2 separate regions of the Ovis aries genome follow, and region 2 is linked to region 1. The links are chromatin contacts, called in public Hi-C maps. All regions are on one chromosome and are shown on one strand. The core of a region is the stretch at or near the end of the contact, and the rest is flanking DNA. Distances in the headings are between cores, read along the strand shown. Region 1 holds the start of TMEM178B (transmembrane protein 178B). Region 2 overlaps TMEM178B (transmembrane protein 178B).

What was found. Hi-C and Micro-C count contacts between places; a contact is called where the count stands out from the background.
Region 2: a contact with region 1 is called in a Hi-C map of hypothalamus, with 7 times the contacts expected there. The contact joins the enhancer-like site here to the promoter of TMEM178B in region 1. A contact is called at or near these places in 4 of 16 Hi-C or Micro-C datasets (blood, hypothalamus, liver and 1 more).

What each region holds. Positions count from the first base shown.
Region 1 is chr4:105,732,697-105,738,622 of ARS-UI_Ramb_v3.0, reverse strand. TMEM178B (transmembrane protein 178B) reads right to left here and starts at 3,257. Exons shown (of 5, transcript XR_006059714.2): 1 at 1,199-3,257.
Region 2 is chr4:105,899,248-105,905,231 of ARS-UI_Ramb_v3.0, reverse strand. The region is part of intron 2 of TMEM178B (transmembrane protein 178B); the gene reads right to left. Among named protein-coding and RNA genes, the nearest start is that of TMEM178B, 170 kb to the right of the region's middle. Within about 2 kb of position 4,416, at least 8 of the 54 cell types and tissues checked have an H3K27ac peak or open chromatin away from gene starts, as enhancers often do. A contact at or near this core is called in hypothalamus, where this site is marked.

The DNA of each region.
Region 1 (5,926 bases), core at 2,008-4,507:
AGAACATGTTTTCACACACAAGATTTTAAAATAGCAGCAACCCTGCACTGTAATTATTGACATTAGGAAAAACTACCTCATATGGTAGCCACAAAGACTTTTCAGACAACAACATTGTTTTCACCTTGGTATTACCATTTAACAGATGAAGAAAGTGAAGGGGGTGGGAGGAACTCATGAAATTGCACCACAACTTCCAGGGTGCAGCTATCATTAATGCATATTCCAGCATGCATAGTCCCTTCTTCAAAGCAATATTAATATACATCCAAACAATATTTCAGTGGGCTAATGGAGTAGGATGCTCCCCAAAGTATAAATCATGCAAGATCTACAAACGCATCAGATGAGCAGAATTTAAAAAATTTTTGTGATCATATTAAAGTATCAAGTAAATTTTCATCATTAGCAAATACAGTTTGTTTTCTGCATTCATATACTCTGGATATGTTTTCTACAAATCTTCTGAAAATAGTATTTTTTTTTCCTCTTAAGTACTCACTCTGGTGTTGGGGGGGGGGGGGGACTACTTTCGTGTGCTTATTAGATCCTGCTAATATTCAGTGTGCAGGAGACATTTTTGTCAACCACTCAAAAAGACAAATCAAGAACTATGGTGTGCTGCTACAGGTCAACAGGCTTTGGGCTGAAATAGGGCCGGGGCTGTGATTTATTGATGTTTCTATGACTAGTGCCTGCGTTATGCCGAGCAGAGTATATAGCACTTCAACATTTCTGGCATGAATAAGGCCTTCTCTGTGAGATGTTTCCCCAGTTGCCTTTGATGAATCAGTGCAACACGTAAAACAAAGATTAAAACTAGGAGTCTGTCTACCCCGACATAACCCTCTTAAAGGGTTTCTTTCCTCTGTTAACCGCACAAGATTACAGATTCCCTTCCTTTTCAGAGACCACTGAAGTATCTTCCTGGGTAAAACCCCTGGACTGTGAGATTCTGTCGGAATCCCATCAGGCACACGCAAGACCAAAGGCTGAGGAGGGAGAGGTAAGCCTCATTACGAGCTGTTGGGAGGCAAGATGTGGCCACTTCAAGGCTCAGCCGAGCCTGGACAACCTGACCTCCTGATACCAAGAGATCTTAGAGGCTGCGGCCGAGCGAAGGCAGGAGAGGGCAGCCGGGCCTAGAGGCGCGCGGCTCTCCGCAGCGCCGCGCCACGCCTCGCCTCCAAGCGCTTACCTTTCCGAATCAGGGCCGCGATCTCGGGGTCGAAGCCTTGTCGGTGGCACTTCCTCCAGAGGCCCATGTTGGTGGAGTTGTACTGCCGGCTGCACTCGTCGGCGGGGCTCATGGCGAAGAGTTGCCGGCGATTGCGGGCCCGGAGGAGCTTGCCCTCCCAGCGGTCCAGGCGCGAGCGGCTGGCCCGGAGTGGCAAGTTGTTGTTGTTGTTGTAAATGAAGCCGGGGTCGATCCGGCGAGTGTTGAAGGCCTTGCACCTGTCCCTGTGCTTCCTGGCGTCCGTCTCGTACCAGTGGTCTGAGCATATGGCCACGGCCAGCATGCCGAGGGCGCAGAGCGCTAGCGAGAGGCCCGTGTAGAGCAGTAACCTTCCGGCAGCCATGCCTCCGCTTCGCGGCTACACCTTGGGCATGATCCGCCGCAGCCTCTCCTTCCCTCAGCGCGCCCGGAACAAAGCTGCGGGCGGCCGAGCCGAGGAGGGGACGGCAAGGGGACTCCGCAGCGGCGCCCCTCGGCCCCTGCCTGCTGGTGAGCAGCCCAGGGACTGCAGGGGATGGGGGCGGGCAGCGTAAAAAGTTCTGATCGGGAGAGGCTCCGGCGATCCCCTGGGCGTCCTCCCGAGCAGGCGCAGCCTCTGGCGACGCCGCGCCGGGCCAGGCCGCCTCCCGCCCCCTCCCTGCCCCGCAAGAAGCTGCTTCTCGGAACCCGCCGCGCCCGCAGCACTCAGCCGGGTTTCGGGCGACGCTGCCCTCGGGCCGGAAACTAAACACCAAGTGCTCTCTGTTGCGGTGGGACTCCTGGGCTTTCTTTGTGCAGAGTGGCGGGACCCACTCGCTTGGCTTTCTTGGGGGAGGGGTCTATCAGGAGGAGATGCTAGGCGACGAGATAAATTGAATCACCCTCGATGCGGCCGGCCAGCTCAGGAAACCTCCAGATGCCAGGGTAGGCTGCCCTGAGTCCCGCCTGGGTCTCCCTCTCAGCGCCTCTACCCTTTCTGGTCTACAAGAGAAGAAGTCTTCTCCGGATCGGGTCTTTTACCCAAAAAATTTTTTAAAATTCTGTGTCCTCTGGTCACCAGCTGGTCCTTTGCTCCTTCTGGCCAGCGCGGAGCGTTCAGAGGCGGGCTCCCAGTCGGTGCACGGTCTCGCCCGACCTTTCCCCGCGAGCTCCCGGGTCGTCTGCCTCTTGCTTCGCCATTCAGGCGGCCCCTCGGGCCGACGGTGCGGTCACCCAGACGGCGTTACCGGATGAGCCTTGGTCGGGGCTTTGCGGCGACTGGGCGGCAGCCCGCGGGAGCGAGAGGCTGGCTGCGCCGAGGAGGGTGCACCCGGCAGGGCGCACAGAGCGGGGCGCGCGGGGCTCGACGCACGGCGCCTTCAACACCATGGACAGGTCGCGCGATCGCCGCGCCCGGCCCGCCCAGCAGCCAGCCCCCAGGGCGTCATGCCGCCCCCACCACTGCCGTCTTCTTCCCGAAGTGTCCACCCGGCCACCTTCAAACCCGCCTCTCCCGCGACGCCTCCGCCTCACTTCATCGGGCTCCCGTGTAGCCCCGGGAACGTGCTGCCCGGGTGCTGCAGGTACCCAGGAAAACAACGGCTCCGGCCCTTCGACGCAATCCGCCCCCTTCTCCCGCCACCTGAACCCCGGCACTCCAGCACTCCGTCTGCTCGGTCCAGCTGGGGTCAGCCGCTCTCAGACTGCACCATTTTCTTCGCAGCCCACCCAGGGGTTGAGATGCCGGCTCACTCGGCAGCACGCAGAGAGTCGCGTCCGGCCTCGGCGTTCCACGATCCGGCTCCAGGAGCGGTGGTCGCCGAGGTGAATGGGGCGAGGGTGGGGGAGGGAGGCTGGGACTCTCAGCTCCCCGTCCCTGCCTCCTCCTCTAGCCGCGGCGGCTCCGGGACCTCGCGGTCTCGGCCGGTGCCAGGGAGCCAGAGCCCGGGCTGCGCCGGGGAGGCTCGGGAAATCGCATCGCCCGGCTGCGGGGCGCTGGAGGAAGCCGCGGCTTTGCTCTCTTGCTCGGGAGCCGGGCGCTGCAGCCTTGGCTGAAACCCACAGACGAGAACACGGAGCGCACAGCCAAAAGCTAGTGATGTCATCCGTGCAACGTGAGCCTCATCTCTTATTTTTCTAGCATCCTTAAAGATAAAGTGCACCATTTCCCAGGCACAGGATGTCTAAGGCTTATTCTGTGACCAGGCAAGTCAATGGTGTCTGGCTAGGTATGTGCACAACCACATCCATATTTATGCACATATACATATATGTGATATGTAGCATGTTTACGGGCGTTAGTATAAATGTAAGGATGTTGCCTCCATCTCCGTTTATCTCTTTTCAGTAGTGCAAAATTCGCTTAAATAGACCAGAGTTCTTGAAAGAAAAGACTGCTTATTGCGGAGTGGGCCTTCAGAGGGACTGAGGAAGTTCCCCTGCGTCCCCGGATTCGGTCGCCTATGTCCTGGATTGTATTTGATCTTTGTTCTCCCCCAGAAAGCCGCAGGCGCTGCCCTAACCGGCTACAGGCGTTTCCACCCGGGGCCGAGCGCGTCCGCGGGTTTGTCGGCACCATCCCCGGTCCAGCCCCACGCCAGCGCCAGACACTCCAACATACACCCACCTCCACCTCCCTCCTCAGCAGGAAAAGAAAATTGAGTGATGCTTTCTAGACGAGAGAGACAGAATTTTCCGGGGGCGGGGGCCTGAGGGTGCTTAATAGATTTTGGAAACGCCTGGGAGGCTCACGCTTTGAGGTGGTGAAGTGGGGTTAAATGACACCTCGGTTCGGGGTTTGTCCTTATCCGGGTGGTGGCTGGATTTAGGCTCTCCGAGGACTCTGGGAGGTGGCGAGGAGAGACCCCAGACCTTAAGCGAACAGGCCCCAAGCGAGCCAGCTTCATCCTCCCAACACACACCGCCCGGCTCACGTGAGATGCCGCCGCAGGGCTGGGTGCCTCCCTCCCGGGTCGAAACCTTGGGTTCTCCGCTCTAAGGCTCACCCCTCATTTTCACTCTCATTCCAAAGCCGAAGGCCCGGACTGCCGACTGAAGGGCTGCCCTGGGGAATCAGAGAGGGTCTGGCACCCTGCTTTGCACAACTGGGCCGGCGAGCCAAAATGAGCGCACCTCCACCATATTCTTTTTGTCTTTTTTCCTAGCTTCCTGCATTCTGAATATCTCGAACGAGGCGTTTCAGTGCCATCTAGTGGGGGAGGGGCGTGCCTCTCTTTTGGTCCCTGATGCTGCAATGGGACTTGGTGAAGCGCCCGCAGAGCCTGAGGATGTCCGCTTAGGTCCTTGGGTGTCCGCTTAGGTCCTTGGGTGTCCGGCTCTCTGCGCGCTGCAGCATGCCCCCGCCCCCAGCCCGCTCCGGCCACATCCCGGCTCCGCGCTCCCTGGGACGATGATGGGGAGCTAGGCTGACTTTGGCCACAATGTCTTCTCACCTTTCTCTCCACCCTCCACTTACCTGTTCTCCCTCTCTCAACCGTGAAAAAAAGGAAACAAGTGTAGACACTTCCTACCCAGGCAGACAATGTCTTAAATGTCTGGACCTATTTTCTCTGGTAAAGCCCAGAGTACTTTTAGGTGAGCTGTATACCTGCCCTTGACAATAGGGAGGAGGCAGCAAGGTGAAATGACATCCACAAGGTCACTCAGGAAGTTGGGGCACGCCAGCATCAGAGCCTCAGTCTCTATTGAGTCTGCTACCCTCTCTCCTGCCTCTGAGGCCCAGCTGAAAGAGGAGCCCCTGCTGAAAGAGGAGCCCCTGGGGCCTCTGCAAGCCCAGGCAGCTGCTTTTTGTAGTAAATGCACCTGTTTCCTGTGTCCTATCCTCCCTCCCTCTGCCATTATTCCCCTCCTCTCTTACTCTTGCTTTTCAGCTTTTTCTCCTGGCCTGTGCCTTAGGCCTGCTTCCAGTGACATGCCATGCCCTTCCCAGTGGTCCTCAATGGGACTGTGATGAGGCACTGTCGTCATCTTTTCTGACCACCTTTATCATTGTATTTTGAAACGTCTGTCCTTCATCACATCCCAGAAACCCTATAAAAGGTACTGATTTGAGGCCTCTTTTAAAGTGCAATGCCTTTGGACAGCTCTAAACCATTTGAGGATGATCCTGGTCTTTGCAGTTAAAAAAGACAGTGATTCTTCCTCTAGACTATATGACTGTATGATTTTCTCTCCTTAAGTAACTGATCTACATGTCTTCCCACTGTCTTCTTCAAGCTCCTTCTGCCCCATTATGTACAGCTTCACGGTCTCTATTATTTCCAGCCTAATCCTTCTCATTTGCACCTACACTGGCCTAGGATCACAGAAGCTCAAAATTGGAAAGGCTTTGGGGCTTCCCTGATAGCTCAGTTGATAAAGAATCCACCTACAATGCTGGAGACCCTGGTGCAATTCCTGGGTCGGGAAGATCCGCTGAAGAAGGGATAGGCTACCCACTCCGGTATTCTTGGGCTTCCCTTGTGGCTCAGCTGGTAAAGAATCTGCCCGCAATGTGGAAGACCTGGGTTTGATCCCTGGGTTGGGAGGATCCCCTGGAGAAAGGATTGGAGAATTCCACGGACTGTATAGTCCTTGCGGTCGCAGAGTCAGACACGACTGAGCGACTTTCATTTCCACTCGGCTTCCCTGGCGGTTGAGACAGTAAAGAATCTGCCTGCAATGCAGGAGACCCAGATTCAATCTCTGGGTTAGGAAGATCTCCTGAAGAAG
Region 2 (5,984 bases), core at 3,167-5,666, 170 kb before region 1:
AGGCGCCTCTGGCAGGGGAGAGGGGGGCTGGGATGCTGTCAAGAGGCCTTTCGAGGGCTGAGGGAAGGTGGCACAGGGCACCTGCTCTGTCCCCATGGGAAGAGCAGCCACGCCACCCTCTTCTCTTTCCTCTGGGCTCAGGACCTGAAGAGCTCTCTCGACTTCACCATGCTTTCTTTCCTTCACGATGCTTCACCGTTTCCTCCCAGTGCCACAGCGTCGTGATTCTGGAGCCAGACTGCCTCATTCAGATCCTCCCTCTGCCTCTCACTGTGTGACTTTGAACATGTGACTTAACTTCTCTGTACTTCCGTCGTCTCATCTAGACAATGGAATGATAATAATAGTACTTGCTCATAGGGTTGGGCTTCCCAGGTGGTGCTAGCGGTAAAGAATCCGCCGGCAAATGCAGGAGACGTAAGAGACACAGGTTCGATCCCTGGGTTGGGAAGATGCCCTGGAGAGGGGCATGGCAACCCACTTTGGTACTCTTGTCTGGAGAATCCCATGGACAGAGGAGCCCAGTGGGCTACAGTCCATAGGGCTGCAAAGAGTTGGACACGACTGAAGCAACTTAGCGTACACACACTCATAGGTTTAGGATGGAGAGTCAATAAATTAATGCATGAGTGCCATAAGAGCAGCCTGTACCTCTACAGATCTACCTAACAGACAGGACTCAGGTGCAAGAGGAGAGGCAAGCAGGCCAGAAACCTGTCCCCAGAGAAGGCAGGGGCCTGGGTCAGAGATACCGGAAATAGCAAACAAAAAGACAGCATGCCCGGTTACACTCAAATTTCAGATAAACAGTAAGTTTAGCACAAGGATGTCTCAAACATTGTAGGGGACATACTTAGATTAAAAACATGTTTGTTGTTTATCTGAAACTCAGATGTAACTGAGTGTCCTGCATGTAAACTGGCAGGCTTAGCCTGGACAGTGGGCAGTGATAAGGACCAGGAATGCTGGCCCCGTAGGTTTGCTGTGCTCCTCTTTCACACAGATGATGTATTGGGTTCCAGCAGAAGGCTGAGGTGGTGGTAGCCAGGACCCTCCACCTGAGGCCTGGGAGTGGTTCTATGGGACCCTCAGAACTCTGAAGCACCTTCCAAACTCAGATTTCTTCTCCAATTATTCCACCACCCTGTACCCTTATTCAAACCAGAATTCCTCCCTTGCTTGAATGCTTTTGAACTCAACATTCACAATTCCTAGGACACAGTTTGCTCCTCCTGGGAGCATTCCCAGAACTGCACACGTGGGCATCCCTGCTGGTCAAGTGGCCCCCGAAGGAGTGCCAGCTCTCAAGTCAGCAACAGCTGTGTTCAAACCTTGGGCAAACCATTCATTGGCCGTGTGGTTCATCCAGTCCACGACTTGACCCCCTCCAACCAGCTGTCTCTGGTGACCTGCATCACTTAATATTACTTAACTTACTTTGAATTCCTAAGCACACAGGCTATACTATAACATGCTTTATATATTTAGCCAGATTATTTTCAAATCCTTTTATTTGAGTTATTCTCATCTCTCCATATAGGCTAAAAGCTCCTGGAGAATGGACATCACCCCCAGATAGCCTTTTGTGGTCCCCACAACACTCTGCCTGATAACCTGGATCTGAAAGATACTTGCTGAAATTACGAATGAAAAACTTGCCACTTTCATCAATGTAAGGAAAGGGGTCACTCACCTATAAGCATTTTTCAATTCCATTTTACTCAGGGAATAATAAATATTTGATGATACGATTTGAGTTGAACTAAAATAAGCATGGCTCCAGTAGAATGAGCATCAACAAAAACAGACCCAAGTTGCTGCCATTCTTCTCTGATATCAAGGAACTGCTAGAATCTGATTCTTACTCAGAATCAACCCCTTCAGAAACATATTTGAATAAACTATCAGTTCAGTTCAGTTCAGTCGCTCAGTCGTGTCCGACTCTTTGCGACCCCATGAATCGCAGCACGCCAGGCCTCCCTGTCCATCACCAACTCCCGGAGTTCACTCAGACTCACGTCCATTGAGTCCGTGATGCCATCCAACCATCTCATCCTCTGTTGTCCCTTTCTCCTCCTGCCCCCAATCCCTCCCAGAATCAGAGTCTTTTCCAATGAGTCAACTCTTCGCATGAATAAACTGTAGGCTGGGCTAAACCAAAGCTAGGTGGACACTAGTTGAGTTGGTAGAAATCTCCAGAAGTTACAGGTTTAATCAGAATTCAGAAAAAAAAAAAGAAAACCCTAAAACATCATTTCCCAAAATGTATTTTTCCCATCTCTACCTCCTAACCCTTTTCCAGTCTGATGGTGGTTCTGGAATGAGATCAAAATGGTGCTTGTTTACATAATGGAACTGGATTTACATCTAATTCCACGTGACACTTCAGTCATGCGCCCTAATGAAATTCACTGGGCACAGTGAACATGGATCTGGGGAAGGTGCGGAAGCAGACCTGCTCATAGCATGCTGATTCTCTTGCCTCTATTTCAGCTGGCAACTCTAGACACTCCCGAGTAATGTAGAGTGTCGGGGTGCTGGCTGATGAGCGCAGTGTGGCCTCTTCTGAGCTTGGGGACGAGCGAAAACATATGCACACTATTTGCAGAAACGAGAGTGTTTGCAGAAGAGGATGCTCAGAAGGCAAGGGAAAGAGTTCTGAGACCTCAGTGATTCCTCTCCATGCTGTGAACTCAACAGGCTCTCAGAGCCTTTTTTGTCGTGTTTTCCTATTTTACAAAATGTACTTGAAAGTTCAACCCTTGGTAGCAATCATGTTACACCCAGATCTCTGAGCAAAATTGCCAGCGAGCATAACAAAGAACAGACCTCTTTCCACAAAGTCCTTTGTTCATCCTCAGCCAGAAGGACCCTGGGCTCTGCCTCTGGCCTTTCTGCGCACCTCTCGCCAGAGGGCACAGGTGTCGGCCAAACCAGGAAACCGGACTCCTTGATTCCTCCACGTGATGCTTTTCTTTGCTTTCCTCCCACGTGTTCATTTATCCCTTCTCTGTGCCCTTTGCTGACCCCTTCTTCCCCCAGGCGCAAGCCCTGTGCACTTCAAATGACTCCAGGTGTCATGCCCCTCTTTCATTTGGGAAACAAAATCCTATCTTATGACTTGGTGATCACCTCTATTCCATTGACTCTCAAGTCGTATTCCTCCTTCAGTTTCTCAACTACACTGCAGTTCAAGTGTCCACAAGCATCTCCAAGTGGCCATGCCATCATCACAAACACTGTCTCCCCCGAAACAGAAACCACGATCACCATTCTTCTTGCAACGGCCTGACTAGGTTCGGTCACCCAACCTGAAGCCTGAAGTCAGTGATCTGTTCATTCAACAATGTACCTATGTATCTTTTAATTGCCATATACTTACCAGTCGATCGTAACGAAAACTTTAACCCATATTATTCCTACTCAAAAAACTATCTTCCTTCCTCTCCACATGTGAGAAATACCTTCATGACTGAATTTTAGTCCTAAACGATCTCTCCCCTCCCTGAATGTCTGAAGCACCTACTGATTATGTTATTATTTATGCACTTAAAAAAAAAAGAAACAGACTCTTTAACTGTTTCCTGCAGACATATTATACAACTCAAAGTAGTCTATGAGTTTCTAGATGACAAGAACTGTGTTTGTGACATTTTCTTAAAAGGATCTGTTTATCTTAACATATAAGTCAATGAGCTGATCTTTATAAAAGGCTTATTTCAGGACCTGGCACAAAATATGAGCTTAAAAACATAGGTTTAAAGATAAGTAAGTAGATAACTCAATAAACACTTGGCAAACTGAGTTAAGATGAACTATGCAAAATGCTCCCAAGACATCCACATCCCAAGAGGCCCCAGTCTGCCTCTCCTGCCAGCTCCAGAGGAAAGCTGAGTGCCAGGCCATAACTGAGCCAGGCATCGGGACGATGTGGGTGTGTGGGTATCTGCTGGTGAATACATGTTTAGGTCATGACAGGTCAAGCAAAAACGACTCATGCAGACGTGAATTATTTGGGGAGTGGAAATGGAACATGGAGGTGCATTGGCTCCTATTTTCTCCCTTCTCCCCATTGCTTCTAATAATGGAACTGCTTGATTTAACCTCTTCTCAGTCCTGTACCTGGGTGCTGCCCGGCAGTGGGAATGAGTGCTCTGAGAAGTGGATCTGGTCTCATAGGTGGATATGGTGGAGGAAGCACACACGGTACAGCTCAATTTGACAATGAGGAAGGAAGCTGAGGCCCAAGGAGGTGGCCGACTTGCTCAAGGTCACACATCTACCGGCCCAAGCTAACTTGAGGGCCCTGCCTCAGTTCCCTCTCCCCCCAGGTCTTGTCCGGTGACGACACCCAGTCCCAGCTGACCTGTCCCTCAGCTTCATAAACATCTCACATCCTTGGCTAGGATGCTATTTATCACTTCCCATGGCAACCATCACCCCACAAACCAGAGCTGACCTCCCTCCACCCTGTACCAGGACAGAGGGTCTGAGAGATTTCTGTGTTCTCTTTCATCTCAAAACAGAAGTCCATTGTTGGGGTCAGAGCAAAAAAACAAATGACCATCACAGCAGCCTTCTCAGCAAAACCCAACACTGAGTGCCCAGCGGATCTCAGATAGATTCAGTAGCAGGGATGTTTTCCCCCTTTGTTAGTCCATGACCTTCAAGAAAAGGAAATCAATCAAGGGCTCCAAGGGATTAGTTGTTTAAGTTTGCTTACATTTTACTTTAGAGTGAGGGAAAAAATCTACACTACCTTTTTATTTATTTATTTTTTACTACTGGGAATTCAAAATTATGCAATACAAAAAATAATTATTTAAAAAGGTGAACACAGAAAAGCTTTAGGACAGTGAAAATACTCTGTATGATACTACAGTGACGGATATATTGATTAGACATTTGTCCAAAACCGTTCATTAGACATTTGTCCAAAACCATTCATTAGACATTTGTCCAAAACCATTCATTAGACATTTGTCCAAAACCACTGAACGCACACCATCAAGAGTGAACCCTAAGGTAAATTATGGACTTTGGGTGATAAGACTATCACTGGAGGCTGACCGAGTGGAACAAACATACTGCTCTGGTGGGAGACACTGATGACGGAGGGGGGTAAAAATGTGCGGGGGGATGAGGTACATGCTGTGATCCTAAAACCCGCCCTAAAAAAAAAATTCTATTCTCTTAATATTACACTTTGTGACCTGTTCATGATGGAAAGTCAGATAGGAAAGCAGGAGAGAGGGGAAATAAAATGAGGTGGATGGACCATGAGATGAAAAATGGTATCAGAAAGAAGGAAATAAAACCCACTGCAGTAAAAGGTAGGGACACAGCAGTTATAATCCCAGACACAGAGTCAGAAACAGAGTCGATGAAGACATACACACGTGCAGGCAAGCACACACAGACGCACGTGTGTGCCTTTAAAGCAAAACCCTTGAAAACAGCTACACAGAGAGGCATCGTGGGAAAAAATCACTCTAATTTTGTTCTTTTCAATTCGATGGGGCTTTAAATATTCTGAAGTGGCCCCACGTGATTGAACTGAACATCTGAATTGTGGCCACTGTGATTGAGAAGGTGAATTTTAAATTTGACACCTTTTTTTTTTTTTAAGATTTAGTTAGCTTATTTTGTTTCTTTGGCCATGCCATGCAGCACATGGGCCCGCAGTTTCCCAACCAGGGATGGAACTCGCGTCCTCCACAGCGGAAGGGGGGCCTCAACCACAGGACCACCACGGAGGTCCCAACCTGATGCAACTTTCAGCAAACCTAAGTTTAAATTTTAAAATGAAAGTAATATGAAATCTTTTTTCATTAAACACAGCCTTATTTGGTAGGACTACTTTTCACTTTGCTCCAAAATCACATCAGTTCATTCTTCACTGATAAACCAGTTTTATTACTGTGGATATATAAAGAAAATTGACTTGAGAGGGGTACTCAACTTAGTTCTTAAAAAGTTTTAAG